Regions from separate parts of the Mus musculus genome. Here all the other regions are linked to region 1. The links are chromatin contacts, called in public Hi-C, HiChIP or PLAC-seq and promoter capture Hi-C maps. All regions are on one chromosome and are shown on one strand. The core of a region is the stretch at or near the end of the contact, and the rest is flanking DNA. Distances in the headings are between cores, read along the strand shown.

Region 1 (2,700 bases), core at 77-2,576:
TCACTATCTACCCTCTGGCTCAGTCCTACAACTAAATTGGGGAAGCCCAGAGCAGAGTCAGTCAGAGTCCTAATGAGTCTGAGGGTCTCCAGAAGACAAAACACACCATAAAAACCTCCATGAGGAACCAGCTGTAGCTTAACATCAGTTTGGACTAAATGCAGACATCACCGCGGTAGCCAAAATTATATTAGCTTCGAAGTTCAGAAAGACCGACTGCTAGGTCTATGCTATGGAGCTGTACAAAAAGCTAGGAGCAGTGAAAGAGAAAGGTGATTCCTTGATTGATTTCTGGTCCCACCCCCAGGGTTCCCAGAGTTGAAACCAATTCCAGTTCTGCTGAGTCTCAGGTCTTAAGCTTTCCTTTCTCTCCCAAGGACTACCCACTTTTGGCACTCGCAGCTGTGCCCTCAAAGCTGACTTGGCTATAATCATGCACTTGGTTGCTTAGAAAATACCTTTCTAGAGGTGGAAGAGCGCTTGAAAGTCATTTATTCCGTGGTTGGTGTGTGACTCAAAGGGATCAAAGGCTGGCACAGTATGTAGGAAGAGCGGGCTTGTTTTCAGGGAGAGGGAGGGGGAAATCCTTAACTTCCTCACAGTGCAGAGGATCTCTTGCGTTAACCCCTAACAGGTTGAAGCTTCCATATGAACATTTCCAGTGGTGGAGAAATTTACTCCATCCACTTTACTCTTCAGAGTCCTGATGGAATGCTTTGTTCACCAGAATTATAAATTAAAAAAAAAAATCTTTTTTCATCTGGAGGAAATCTATGTACCCAAGGCTGGTCTCAAATTCTCACCTTTTTATTTCAACATGCCTGCGCGACCGTGCTCGGCTAACTTGTATCTTTAGACTACTGATCTTAAATGAAGTTGTAAAGTTTCCCCTGTCATTGCTTAAAGCCTGGGTGACCTGGTAGCCATTGGGAAGCTGCGTAGGAGTGCCAGGAGTCTCAGGCTAGCCTGAGCTACATAGCAAATTCCAAGCTAAGCAAGGGTTGCATCGCGAGACCCCGTTCCACAGAACCACAACAAAGATATAAAGGCAGCTACTCAGCAGTCACTTCTCCAGATTAAGCGTGTCCAGTTGCCTTTTTTTTTTCCTCTCCTGTAGATGACTTCCCAGCCTTCCCAGCTCACAGTCGATTTACAAACAAGACCACAGCGGGAACTGAGAATTCCGGATACGCGTGCGCGCGCCAATTTGAGCGGTGCGTGAGCGGACGCAAGCTCTGAGCGGTGGCCAATAGGCGGGCGCGCGCCTCCCCCAGGTTTGCTGCGGACCAATCACAGTCCTCTCCTGGAAGGGGGTGGAGTCATTCCAACGGTCTCCGCGGTTCCGCGTGAGCACAGCAGAGGCGCGCCGCGGTAAGTGGGGCTGCTGACGGGTGCTGCGAGTGCCACCTGAGGGAACGAGCCCGAGGTCACGGAGAGTCTGGGGAAGGAGTCCCGTTTCTACCCGAGCGGCCCTGGGAGGAACACGGCGGGGAGAGCGAACCGCCCTGGGCGCGCCAAGGCTACCTCCAGCATCTGCCACCTACCCAGGTTCTGTGCATTGATTATTTATTTACCTCAGGCCTGGGACACAAAGAATTTTACGAAGAGTCAGTGCAGTTGTAAAAAGCTTACGTTTGCGGGGAGTGGTTACTGGAAAAGAGGCTAACAACGCCGGTTTAAAAAAAATTAAAAGGAAAATATCTTTTGAAGCCGTAGTGTAAGGAACTCTGTTATGGTTGTTTGGTTGAGGGTTTCGTTTTGTTTGTGAGACAGGTGTCGCTGTAGCCCAGGCTGACCTGGAACTGACTTCTACCTAGGCGCCTCCAGTGTCTATGCCCCCAAGCCCCGGCTCTGTGAAAACCCTTTATATTCATAAAATACATGATAACACATGGCTTTTATACCAAAGGACTTTTTAATTTTTTATTTACTTTTCTTGTATATGAGTGTTTGTCTGCATGTATGTATACACACCACGGGTATGCCTGGTGCCCTCGGAGGCACAGGACGGTGTTAGTTATGAGATGTCAGATGGATGTTGGGAATTGAATCTGGGTCCTCTGGAAGAGCTGCCAGTGCTCTTAACAGCTAAGCCATCTCTCACCCGAGAAGACTTTGTATATACCAATTGTTATCATAGTCTCATGGCTTCTTTGAGAGAAACTGCCTTTTTCCCCCTCGTTCTAATTTGATTAGCATGCCTTTCCACTATGTTCTTATTTTATATAAAGATACAGTTTACAGTTGTAGGTAGTTTTATTGTAATTGATTGCCCAAAGACAACTTTGAGGAGAGCGTTCTCTCCTACTGTGGATTGCTGGGATTGAATCAAGTTGTCAGGCCTGTGCAGCAAGGGCTTTAACCCGCTGAACTGTTTTTCTAGTCCCCTGTATTTACAAGAGTTTTGTTTCGTTTTACTGAAAATAGTCCTTCAGATTTCTGTATAAAATAGCAATGCTTTGGCTGAACAAGTCATGGGGAGAAAGTCAGTAAGCAGCAGCCCTCTGTGGCCTCTGCATCAGCTCCTGCCTCCAGGTTCCTGTCCTGTTTAAGTTCCTGGCCTGCCTTCTTCCTTCAGCAGTATACTGTGATGTAGAAGTGTAAGCCAAATACTGCCCCCCCACCCAACACACACAATGCTTCCCTCACCCCACCCCCAATAACAAGGCTTCATTAGGCTTAAAACGATAGAGGCTGAGC
Region 2 (2,700 bases), core at 84-2,583, 1.4 Mb after region 1:
TAATGGGTGGCTTAACGAGAATTTGGAATGTGTATGAAAGGCTGTGAGAGGAGTAAGGAACGCCTACAAAAGATACTGCACTTCAACACTGACCACCTTTCATCCTACATAGCCTGACTAGCAACCACCATTACAAATGTCAAGATCAATATAGTACCCCACCTTCTTCCAGTAATAAGCTCAGATTTCTTGGTATGGTAACCACAATTATGACCGAAAGGGAAACGTATGCAAGATAATAAGGAAAACACCACACATTAGAGCCATTTTGGGAAAACACGATAATTTGCTCGCGGAATTTAGACACACGCTATTCAATAAAAGGAACCCGGTCAACCCCTCCCGCGTCAGTCAAGGGCACCTCATTTAAGACCAAACCTGCCTTCTTTCTTTCTCCTAGAGCTCGTCTCCCGTCATCTCCCTAAACCTGTACCGGAAGATACACATGGGGGAGGGGGCTGGAATCAGGAACAAAAACTGGGATGTGGACAGCATCGGGAGGAAGAGGAAAGGGACGACACCACTTACCTGTCCCAAAGGCTTTGGCCACCAGCCAGGCCAGATTGCAGGCGATTTTGGCCCTGGAGAAGTCATAGTGGTCAAAGGGTTTGATGGCTGGAACAATGAACGTCCTTCTCATCTCCCGCGGGTCTGCAGCATCCCCCATCTTTCACGGCGGCTGGTTGGGATGGAGGGACGACGGCCTTCACATGGTGTGGCGGAGAGAGGAGTTCAGATCGTCCGCGCCGGTCGCGGCCCTCCCGGGCGCCGGGCACGGAAAAGCTCAGCTGTGCTCGTCGCGAGTCCGCCGCCCGCGGGAGCCGCCGCGGCCCCGGGCATAGACGTGAGGCGGCACCCGGCCGCGCTCGCTCCGGCCCGGGTCTGCCCCTCCGCCTCCCCTTTGTCTCCGTTTAGTCACACGGGCTCGCAGGAGGGTGGCGGCTGAGAGGGCCCGGAATGCTCGGGCGGGGGCAGCCTGGACGATCACGTCGCGGACAGTGTCCCCGCCATGGCGGAGCGCGCACGCCCCGCCTCACTCACGGCCGCCCCTCGGGCCGCGGGACCCGCCGCGGAAAACGTCAGAATCGCTGCAGCGCGCGAGCCGCCCGCGGCCCGGCGCTTCTCCGGCGCTCCGATCGCCGCCGCCCGCCTCCTCGGCGCAGCTCAGGGCCAAGGCAGCGGCCTGGGGGAGGCCGCAAATCAAATCACGGGCCCTCGGCTCCTGCCTTATCGGGCTTGTCCTCGTATTTTCCGCTACCCCTCCCGTGGCCGGACGCCTCGCTCCCCTTCAGCCGCCGCCGCCGCCGTCGCTGCGGTTTTCCGGCTGCGGCACTGGATGGAAAGAGCAGATGGGAACACTGAGCATGCGCCTGGCGCGCCCGGCCCCGCCCCCGCCGCTGTCTTGCGCCGCCATGCGCACTGAGCATGCCCAGCCTCGCTGCCGCCCGCGATGGGCTCCGCGCCCCTATCCATTAATCAGCACAGTGCCCGCTGGATTGGACGTTCTGTACATCCGCAGCTTTGGGCTGCTGCCGCCGACACTGCTGGACGAGGGAAGGAAAGAAAGGGAGAGGAGAGGCTTTTCTCCTCCCGCTACACGTGGTTCAGCCAAGAGAATTGATATTTGTTTCAAATGCTGCTTATGTCACACGCGTATTGCTGAGAATTTGCCTTGCACACCCATTTAATCCTTGCAGTAACCCTGAGAGAGGTGATACAGCTGGTTGACCACGAAATTATGGAGGGATGCAGTAACTTAAGTCACCCATGGGGTTTAACCAGGGTTGAAGGTCAGGTTTAAACTCTCCAAAGCTGTATACATTTCACGTCATGACGTTTTAACTTGATACTCCCCACTTAAGTTTTCTAAGTGAAGGATCCGGTTTTTTGGTACCTTCTGTTTCCTCGTAGAAAGAAACATAAACCCTTCCACAAAGAACATCCACAATTATGATTTGTCGCAGTTCGTCTTGCCAGAACTCTCTCCGTTCCCCCACATGGGTATGCTTTCTCAGAGCTGTGCGCTGCCTGTCTCTGTGGTCTCTGTCCACAGTAGTCACTCCCTCCAGAAAGCCTTCCCTGATACTGCCAACTTCCCGTGCAGAACTGATTCCAGAGCAATGTATGTCCTTTATGTCATAACTTGTCACACTGCATTCCAACCACCAACTGTCTTTAGCTTTCAAGCTGACTTGCCTTGTCTCTGACACCTATATGATGCTAAACCTCACAGTAGTTGCTCTATCAATGTCTAGGGTCAAAGGGAGAATGTTACTGTAGTTAACACCGAGTTTGGTTAACTTTCTAATTCCCCACTTCTTGTTTTAACACATCTGATTTTAATTTATGTAATCCTGGGTGGTTTTCATTTTACAGATGAGAGAGCTAAGAGTCAGAAAAGCCTCTTAAATTGCAGATATAGTAAAGGCATAGTCACAGTCTGAACCCAGAACTATCTTACTTTGTACGACTAGGGCCTCCCTATTATCATCAGCCGTTAAGATGGGAGACATATGAAACATGAGGGGAGGCGTTTTGATCCCTACTATCGAAAAGGGCAGCTCCAGGAGCAAGCCCCTCCCTTTTGATTTCTGTTTAATCCCCAGAAACACTCCTCCTTGAACCCAATAAGGCATTACAGATAAGCCCCACTAACAATGCCAAGCAGGAAAAAAGGCACTAGAAATAATATGCCATTGG
Region 3 (2,700 bases), core at 130-2,629, 1.3 Mb before region 1:
GCTCATCTTGGTGGACCCAGGTCTGGGTTGGAAATAGACCATTCCTGTAGGAGATCAGGGGACCCTGGGGCTCACTTTCCCAAAGCACTCACCCCTGCAGGCTGCCAAGAGTCCCCTGCCGAGTGCTGGGCTCTGAGTTCCTTCTTGTGACCTCTGGAGGGGCCGGGGTGCTGTACATCACTGGACCTCTGAGGGGCTTTGCAGCTTCTAAGCCTTTTCAGTGTCGTGACTGACTAGCCAGTATGGCTTCCACTTTTCTTAGCTCTTTCTAAGTTGCTGATTCATAGAGGGGAAAAAGGGTAAACTGGTATGCATTTTGCATATAATCACCTTTTAAAAAAAAAGTAGATAATAGAATGACAGAAAATTCTCCAAATCCCTATGTATTCCAAATTGTATCATTTTGTACTATTGAAATTTCTTATTTAAGTACCCAAGATGATATATATATATATACATATATATATATGTATATATATATATACACATATATACACATACATATACATATACATATACATATACATATACATATACATATACATATACATATACATATACATATACATATATGGGGGGTGTAGGATCTTGAACTCTGATCCTCTGCCTCTGCTCCCTCAGCACTGGGATTTCCAGGTGTGCACCACCGCACTCATGAAGGTGGTTCTGGAGCTGGAACCCCAGGGCTTCGAGTACCTCATGCAATGCAGCCACCTCCCAGTCATTCTTCCTAGATCATATTCACCAAGGTTCTCACATACAAAACTGGTTTTTAGTTTTTGTTTCTTTCTGAAGCTTTTAATCTTCTGTTCTAGAATGTTCTCCCAACAAACTGCCTTCTTTGGGCTGGTGCGATGGCTCTGCAGGTAAAGGTACTTACTGCCAGTTTAATGACCCAAGTTTACCCTCTGCATGCATAGTGGAAGGCAAGAACCGGTTCCTACAAATTATCTTCTGATCTTCCGAGACACACACACACACACACACACACACACACACACACACACACACAGAACGGCTGTACCACCACTACTACTACTAACAGCAACAACAATAGTAATAAGACCCAAACCTCCCTACCTTCACCTGAAATTCCAGGCTGAGTTGGTAGAAGGTTCATCAGAGTTGGTCTACTGGAGGTGGCCACAATGCCCACTGCAGGAGCCGTGCTCTTTCTCACCCAGCTGTCTGTGCTCCCAGTGTGAAGCAGTAGGGCCACTCTCTAGTTTCTGCCAGTTGATGGAAACATGAGGGGCCTGTGGGGGAGTAGGGAGGCGACTGTCAAGAGGCCCAGCGTTTTCGTGAGAAAATCTTCTTCCTCCAACCCCCAGGGCAGTGTGAAAACAGCAAACCACTCTGGCAGAATGGAAAGTCGCTGACAGGAAGCACCCTCCACCGGTGTGCTAATAAGGCCAGGGCACAGGAAATGCTCCGCTCAACCCAGACAGCAGGAAACCCACCTTCAGCCCTCCTGTTCCCCACAGGCACTCTGGCATCTGGGGCCCATGTGGTTGAAGAGTCAGAGACATGACTATTCACCCTGTTTTTCTGAGTGTTAAAAACCTCTAGGGTCAAAATTCGAAGGTTCAAGACAATGTGCTTGCGTAGCTATTGTCATTGGTTATCTTTACTTATTTATGCTTTTCACATCTATTTACTGTGTCTGCACACATGCCGTGCCACATGAGTGGGGGTCAGAGAACACTGGAGGGAGTGTGTTCTTTCCTACTTACTGTGTTGGTCTCAAGAGTCAAACTAGGGTGTTGGACAGAGGCAAGTGTTTGTATCCAATGAACCATCTTGCACACTATGTTTTTTTTGTTTTTTGTTTTTGTGAGGCAGATCTCCCTTCAGAGGTCAAGTTGACTGAACTCATAGTAGCTTCTTGTCTTAATGTCCCTGGTGATGTGCTTACAGGTGTGAATCAGGCTCAGGGCTCAGAATGGTTCTTACCCCTGCTCCCAACCCAAGACAGGGTTTCTCTACACATCCATGGCTTTTCTTTCTTTCTTTCTTTCTTTCTTTCTTTCTTTCTTTCTTTCTTTCTTTCTTTCTTTCTTTCTTTCTTTCTTTCTTTCTTTCTTCCTCCCTCCCTCCCTCCCTCCCTTCCTCCCTCCCTCCCTCCCTCCCTCCCTCCCTCCCCCCCCCTCTCTTTTTGGTTTTTCGAGACAGGGTTTCTCTGTATAGCCCTGGCTGGCCTGGAACATACTTTGTAGACCAGGCTGGCCTCGAACTCAGAAACCCGACTGCCTCTACCTCCTGAGTGCTGGGATTAAAGGCGTGTGCCACCACTGCCCTGTTCTGTATTTCACTACACAGGCCAGGCTGGCTGACCTCAAACTCTCAGAGGTCCTCCAGCCTCTGTCTCCTAAGGGCTGGGATTGAAAAAGTGTACCACCAATGCTGGCCTTAGAATGGTTCTTAGCAGATCTCAAAAGAGCTAGAATTAGTTGTTTAGAGAGCTGTACAGAGCTGGCACCCGCTTGTGGTTCCGTGGGTGGACTGGCTTCATAAATAGATCTTCTGCAGGTGATAATGCCAGAGGTGAGCTGAGTTTCATACTCTCAGAGCCTCTGTTCCGGTATCATAGTGGGAATGGAACCGAGCCCGGGTTACAGGGCCGTTGGCCACTGTTTCTTCCTCAGGGCTTCTGGTGAGGGGCTATCTGTTGCTGGCCTGGCTCTGCTGCAGCCAGTCCCA
Region 4 (2,745 bases), core at 11-2,510, 1.3 Mb before region 1:
AGTCAATTCCGGCCAGCTAAATCAGATTCCACATACTAGGCATTAGCAGTAAGCGCTAGCTGTGCCCTTTCTGTTCTGATATTTTGAAAACTATAGGTGGCTGAAGAAAAATTAACTGGAAATAAAATTTCAAAACAAGGTAACAAGCTATATTCTTCATTTACGGTTTCTATCAAGAGTTCATATTTTTAGACTGAAGCAACATTACATACAACCTGTAAATAACTCATAAATTGACATTCTATGAGCAGCCAAACTAAAATAAGCTTTAAACCACTTCCATTCCTTTTCCGTGGGCCCCCTCCCCTCCCCTCAATACCAACACGTTTACCCTACGAAAGCATGGCTACCACTAGCTGCACAGCCGCCTTCTCTGGGTTCAGAACCAAAGCCTGGTAGATGTCAACAAAACGAGCCTTCCCCATGGGGATCCGCACCGATTATGGGCGTCTAAGGGGTGTTCTTCGTACGATCTCACCAATCCTACAAGAACGAAGAGTCCCTGTAGCTCTTGACTTCGAGGATGAAGGCTTGGGCGGGAGAGTAATCAGGGTAGGGAATGGGAATAGGATACCAGAATTCGACTCTGTATGTGGAATATTAGAAAACCTCCAAAGTAGTGGGACCCTAGAGAGGAAGGCGAGGAGGTAAAGTCGGGTCCAGGCACTTGATCTGATCTCGGGAGGGAGGGCCAGCTAACTAAAGAAACTGATTCCCGGAAGAGAGCAACCTAGTGTCAGTTCCCCCTCCGGGGGTCCGAAACAGTCGCTTTTCCGGGGCTACCCGGGAATCCCGGTTCGGGAACACCGGATGTGGGGGGAGGGGGAAGAGGTTGGTAAGTAAGGGAGCAGGCGCCGTGGGGGTGGGGCGGAGCGGGTGGGGGCAGGGAGGGTGGGAAAGTGAGCTGAAGTCTGCCTAGGAGCCCAGCAGGCCGGGGCCGCCGGCGGGAGTCCGGGTAGCTGCCGTGCTGATGGGCCCGGTTCAGACTTCCCGGGCTAGGCCGAAAGTCGGGCGAGGGGAGGCCGCTGCCACTCCCCTCGCCCTCTTCTCCCTCCCAGGCCCCAAGTCACCCGGGAATCAAAAAATGGGTCTAGTTACCAGAGAACAGAAACTTTACCGAACCGATGACAATGTCTCCGACTCCCGCGTGCTGCCACGTCTTTCTCTTTTCTTAGCTGCGGTCGCCCGCCGTCCTCACAGCAGCCGAACAAGCAGAAACCCAGGACTGCCAGCGTCAAAGATGGCGCCCGGCTACAGGCTCGCCTTTAAGGCTGGGCCAGTGAAAGTGCCAGCACGACGCAAAGCGCAGGCATTCTGGGAGTTGTAGTTTCCTCTATGAGGCCAGCCTTAAAATGGCTTCTTGGGTCATAGGGTCACGTGTCACGGAGGCACGGGGACCGGAATTTCTTTCTGTGGACCCGGATGCCTATCAGAAAATTATTCTTCACGAAAGTTTTGTTTTGTTGTAAAATCAAGGAGAGAAGCAAGAAACCTGTCTACCAGATACCAAACATTCAATTTATGTTAACCAGAGTGTGTATAATGAGCCTTCCAAACCTGATAGACATTTAATTAAAAATTAGCTCCGAACTAACTGACCTGTTGTGGCAGCACTTAAGAAGCAGAGGCAAGCAAGTCTCTGTGAGTTTGAGAACACCCAGATCTATATAGTGAGTTCCAAAACAGCCAGGACTATTTAGAGAGTCCTGTATCACAAAACAAAACAAAAACAAAAACAAAAACAAAAACAAAAACTACTTTTCTCTTGCAAAGTTGAAGGACTTCCATAGCAGAAGTTCTGCTCTGGATGCTTTCCTTTACTTAATCACATTTATCTGTTTGTTTGTTTTGGCTTTTGAGACAGATATACTATGAACTCCTAACCTGGAACTTGCTCTGTAGACCAGGCTAGCCTCCAATCTTTAGCAATTCTTCCTCTCCTTGAGTGCTAGTGCCACAGGCATCTGCTACCATGCCTGGCTAGTTTTGTCTGTCTTTCTTTCTTTCTTTCTTTCTTCCTTTCTTTCTTTCTTTCTTTCTTTCTTTCTTTCTTTCTTTCTCTCCTTCCTTCCTTCTTTCTTTCTCTCCTTCCTTCTTTCTTTCTTTTTTTCTTTCTTTCTTTTTTAAGGTTTATTTATTTTATATGAGTACACTGAAGCTGTCTTCAGACACACCAGAAGAGGGCATCAGATCCTATTACAGATGGTTGTGAGCCACCATGTGGTTGCTGGGAATTGAACTCAGGACCTCTGGAAGAGCAGTCAGTGCTCTTAACCACTGAGCCTTCTCTCCAGCCCATTTGTTTGTTTTCTTAAAACAACGTGTGTTAGAAAAATAATCCATGTTTGATAAGAAAGTTACAAGATCGTGCAGTATGTAAAGCACTTTCCATGTATGCCTCAATTCCATCCCCAAAACCCATAAAGTTGTCCTCTGACATTTAAAAGTATACTGTGACAGGAACACCCATCAGACAACAATCTTTTTTTTGTTTTGTTTTTGTTTTTGTTTTCTTCAAGACAGGGTTTCTCTGTGTGGCCCTGGCTGTCCTGGAAGTCACTTTGTAGACCAGGTTGGCCTTGAATTCAGAAATCTGCCTGCCTCTGCCTCCTGAATGCTGGGATTAAAGGCGTGTGCCATCACTGCCCGGCGACAACAATCACTTTTAAAAAATGAAAATAAAATTGTAAGTTCAATCGCCAAGTTGGGGGTGTCAGGAAGTTATGAAGAGCAGTGGGGAAGGAG
Region 5 (2,700 bases), core at 164-2,663, 1.5 Mb after region 1:
GCAGGAGTTTATATGATTGGAAGAGACTTAAATAAAAAGATACAATCTGGCCATGTGGCACATGCCAGTTAACTCCAGCACTTGGAAGGTGGAAGCGGAAGATCAGAAGTTCAGGGCCATACTCTGGTACATAATGAGTCTAACGCCAGACATGAGACCCTTTCTTAGAAGACCAAAATAAGAAAAAATAATAAAGTTATGAATATACATTAAGTTCAAAAGTATTTATTTATATTGGGAATAGGCAAATTACATGTCAGCAAACTCAGGTAAGAGTGCAAGTTTATAACCTTCAAACTCAGAAAAATGCACACATTTACTGTATGTCCTATAGACAAAGGATGTAACGTGATCCCATATTCACATGTGTTATGAAACTAAGTACAGTCTTGACAGGAACAGTATCCCATTTATCTGACCAGTAAAGTTAATTTCTATAGTACATTTCAGTGAATCATAGAAAAAAAAGTTAATAGAGGAAATACTGGGGCTGGAGAGGTGGCTCAGCGGTTAGGAGCACTGACTGCTCTTCCAGAGGTCCTGAGTCCAAATCCCAGCAACCACATGGTGTCTCACAACCATCTGTAATGAGATCTGACGCCCTCTTCTGGTGTGTCTGAAGACTGCTACAGTGCACTCATATAAATAAAATAAATCTTTTTTTTAAAGCAAATACTGGAAGGCTACACATACATAAATATATATGGTATGCATTATTTTTATAACGCTCAAAAGGTAAACAAAACATTGTCAGCCAAATGTATCTACCAAAAATGGCAAGCTGAACACACACCCACACACCATAACGAAGCAAGTAGAATCCGATACAGAAATGCTTTAGCGTTTATTAATTTACTAATGCCAACATAAAAGTCAGAGTTTTGTTTTATTAGTATTTTCACACTTAACGTAGCTGGTAAATTAATTTTGTATGCATCAAATATTGGGTCGAAATGTATCTTTCAAAAAAAAATAACACCCAAAACCTCACCTCTATTTCCCTGCTTCTCCTGTCCAACTTCCTCCCCACCCCAACAGAAGTGCAAGTCCTGGGACCTGTCAGGCTGTTCCAGAAGTTGGCAAAGTGAAGGCCACCCGTTGGAACTAGGGAGACTTTGAAGGTTGGTTTTAGTTTTGGTTTACACAGCGCGGGGCGGAGTGCTGCATCTATGAATATTTGGCATATTAACTACGCCATATCAAGTTGCTCGGATTCTCGAGTTATTCTCAGTATCTGACAGGAGGTTTTCCTGGCCCACTCAAACTTCCCACTTTCTAAGCGTGGAGGGCCCCGCCCTTCCTGGCAATCCTTTCTCACCAGCCTACTCCATGCTAGAGCCTTCCAAAAGGATTCCCACATCTGCCCGCTACCCTGTGCACCGCCCTCCGCAGCGCGTCACCGCGAGGGCGTGGCCAGATGAAGCTCCGCCTCCCGCTGTGCGCAGGCGCGGGGCCCTCAAACCCTGGCTGGGATTGCGGAGCTTCCCGGCTACTCGGCCGGAAACTCGGCCCTGCGCCTGGACCGGAGCGGCCCGAGCGGGAACGGACGCGGCCCGGTCCGCGCGGGTGAGCGTGCGCCGCCCTGGCAGCTCGGGCCTCGGGCCTCCGGCTCCCGCTCCTGTGCTCCGGCGTAACCTGCGTGCTGGACGGCGGCTGCGGACTAAGTCACGCCGCTCGCCGGGGTCCTCGTGACGTGCGCGTGCCTGGAGCGCGGGCCCGCGGGCGGGTGGGGAGGGCGGGAATGCGCGGGATGCGGGCGTTGCCTGGAGCCGGAGGAGGAGGTTGTCGGCTCTGCCGCCCCGAGCGCCCCACCCATTCCCGCTCCTCAGAAGCTTCAGGCGGTTTGGGTGCCATGTTTTTTGTTGGTTTTTTTTTTTTTTAATAGAAAATGGGTACTAGCGATTTCTTAAGTTTTGTTTTGTTTTTGAGAAAATTAAGTTTATTTCATGGTCCCAAAATGTTAAACATTCTTTCCCCAATCACTAATTTGTTCTCCAGAGCAGGAATACTTGGTTTCTAACACTTAGGAATTGTTATTTGAATAAATAAACTTAATTCCTAGGTGGCTGGAGTTTTCATCTGCTTCTGTGTGTGTGTATATATCAGTGTTTTTCTTTGGAATGTGGAACTCAGACTCTCACTTGCTAGCAAAGCACTCTACCACTGAAGTACATTCCCAATCATTCAATATACATGTATCGATTATGCTACCTGATATGTATATCATGTAAATATATACATATATGAACTTAGGGTTGCAGTGACCTACTTTCCCAGGTTGTGAAGATTAGCAAAAAACGACGGAGAATGAGCACTCTTATGTATATAAATATAATTGCATTTTCCCCTTTTGAACTGTTGTTTTGATTTTTTTAAGATTCTTAATTGTGAAGTATCTTCTTGTGTGAAAATGCAATTGAAGGATATGCTGTAGAATTTCTATAATACCTGCTCCATAATAGTACAAGTGATGGGTCAACAGAAACAGGTGGCGTGCACAGCAAGGTTGTGGGGAACCGTAGGCAGTGTTTCATAGGGCAGTGTCTGAGGAAAAAGACTGTATCCCTTCCCCCAGAGGAAATTGATAAGTGGAAGTTGGCTTAAGTAGGGACATGACGGCTTCACTATTGCCCTGAGTAAAATTCTCTGACACAACATCGTATGGGCTAACATGGGAGCTTAATTGAGGGTAAAATATAT

The links. Promoter capture Hi-C pulls out the DNA fragments that hold promoters and counts their contacts. Hi-C and Micro-C count contacts between places; a contact is called where the count stands out from the background. HiChIP or PLAC-seq counts read pairs in DNA pulled down with a chosen protein or histone mark.
Region 2: a Hi-C map of B cells shows a contact between it and region 1, with 6 read pairs. The contact joins the promoter of Camsap2 here to the promoter of Ube2t in region 1. A contact is called at or near these places in 1 of 39 promoter capture datasets (liver) and 1 of 484 Hi-C or Micro-C datasets (B cells).
Region 3: a contact with region 1 is called in an H3K27ac HiChIP or PLAC-seq map of extraembryonic endoderm stem cells, with 6 times the contacts expected there. The contact joins the promoter of Lax1 here to the promoter of Ube2t in region 1. A contact is called at or near these places in 1 of 39 promoter capture datasets (pre-B cells) and 1 of 115 datasets of contacts at active chromatin or transcription factors (extraembryonic endoderm stem cells).
Region 4: a promoter capture Hi-C map of liver shows a contact between it and region 1, with 3 times the contacts expected there. The contact joins the promoter of Zc3h11a here to the promoter of Ube2t in region 1. A contact is called at or near these places in 4 of 39 promoter capture datasets (liver, neutrophils and pre-B cells) and 2 of 115 datasets of contacts at active chromatin or transcription factors (astrocytes and embryonic stem cells).
Region 5: a promoter capture Hi-C map of pre-B cells shows a contact between it and region 1, with 7 times the contacts expected there. The contact joins the promoter of Ddx59 here to the promoter of Ube2t in region 1. A contact is called at or near these places in 2 of 39 promoter capture datasets (liver and pre-B cells).

The regions. Positions count from the first base shown.
Region 1 is chr1:134,961,239-134,963,938 of GRCm38.p6, forward strand. It overlaps Ube2t (ubiquitin-conjugating enzyme E2T), which reads left to right and starts at 1,327. Exons shown (of 7, transcript NM_026024.3): 1 at 1,327-1,548.
Region 2 is chr1:136,344,771-136,347,470 of GRCm38.p6, forward strand. It overlaps Camsap2 (calmodulin regulated spectrin-associated protein family, member 2), which reads right to left and starts at 1,334. Exons shown (of 18, transcript NM_001347109.1): 1 at 529-1,334. The coding sequence starts at 667.
Region 3 is chr1:133,688,729-133,691,428 of GRCm38.p6, forward strand. Lax1 (lymphocyte transmembrane adaptor 1) reads right to left here and starts at 1,380. Exons shown (of 6, transcript NM_001159649.1): 1 at 1,081-1,380; 2 at 93-276. The coding sequence starts at 178.
Region 4 is chr1:133,660,139-133,662,883 of GRCm38.p6, forward strand. It overlaps Zc3h11a (zinc finger CCCH type containing 11A), which reads right to left and starts at 1,261. Exons shown (of 18, transcript NM_001276767.1): 1 at 1,099-1,261. Zbed6 (zinc finger, BED type containing 6) reads right to left here and starts at 747. Exons shown (of 1, transcript NM_001166552.1): 1 at 1-747.
Region 5 is chr1:136,413,858-136,416,557 of GRCm38.p6, forward strand. It overlaps Ddx59 (DEAD box helicase 59), which reads left to right and starts at 1,414. Exons shown (of 8, transcript NM_026500.3): 1 at 1,414-1,566. It overlaps 9230116N13Rik (RIKEN cDNA 9230116N13 gene), which reads right to left and starts at 1,662. Exons shown (of 3, transcript NR_024328.1): 1 at 992-1,662.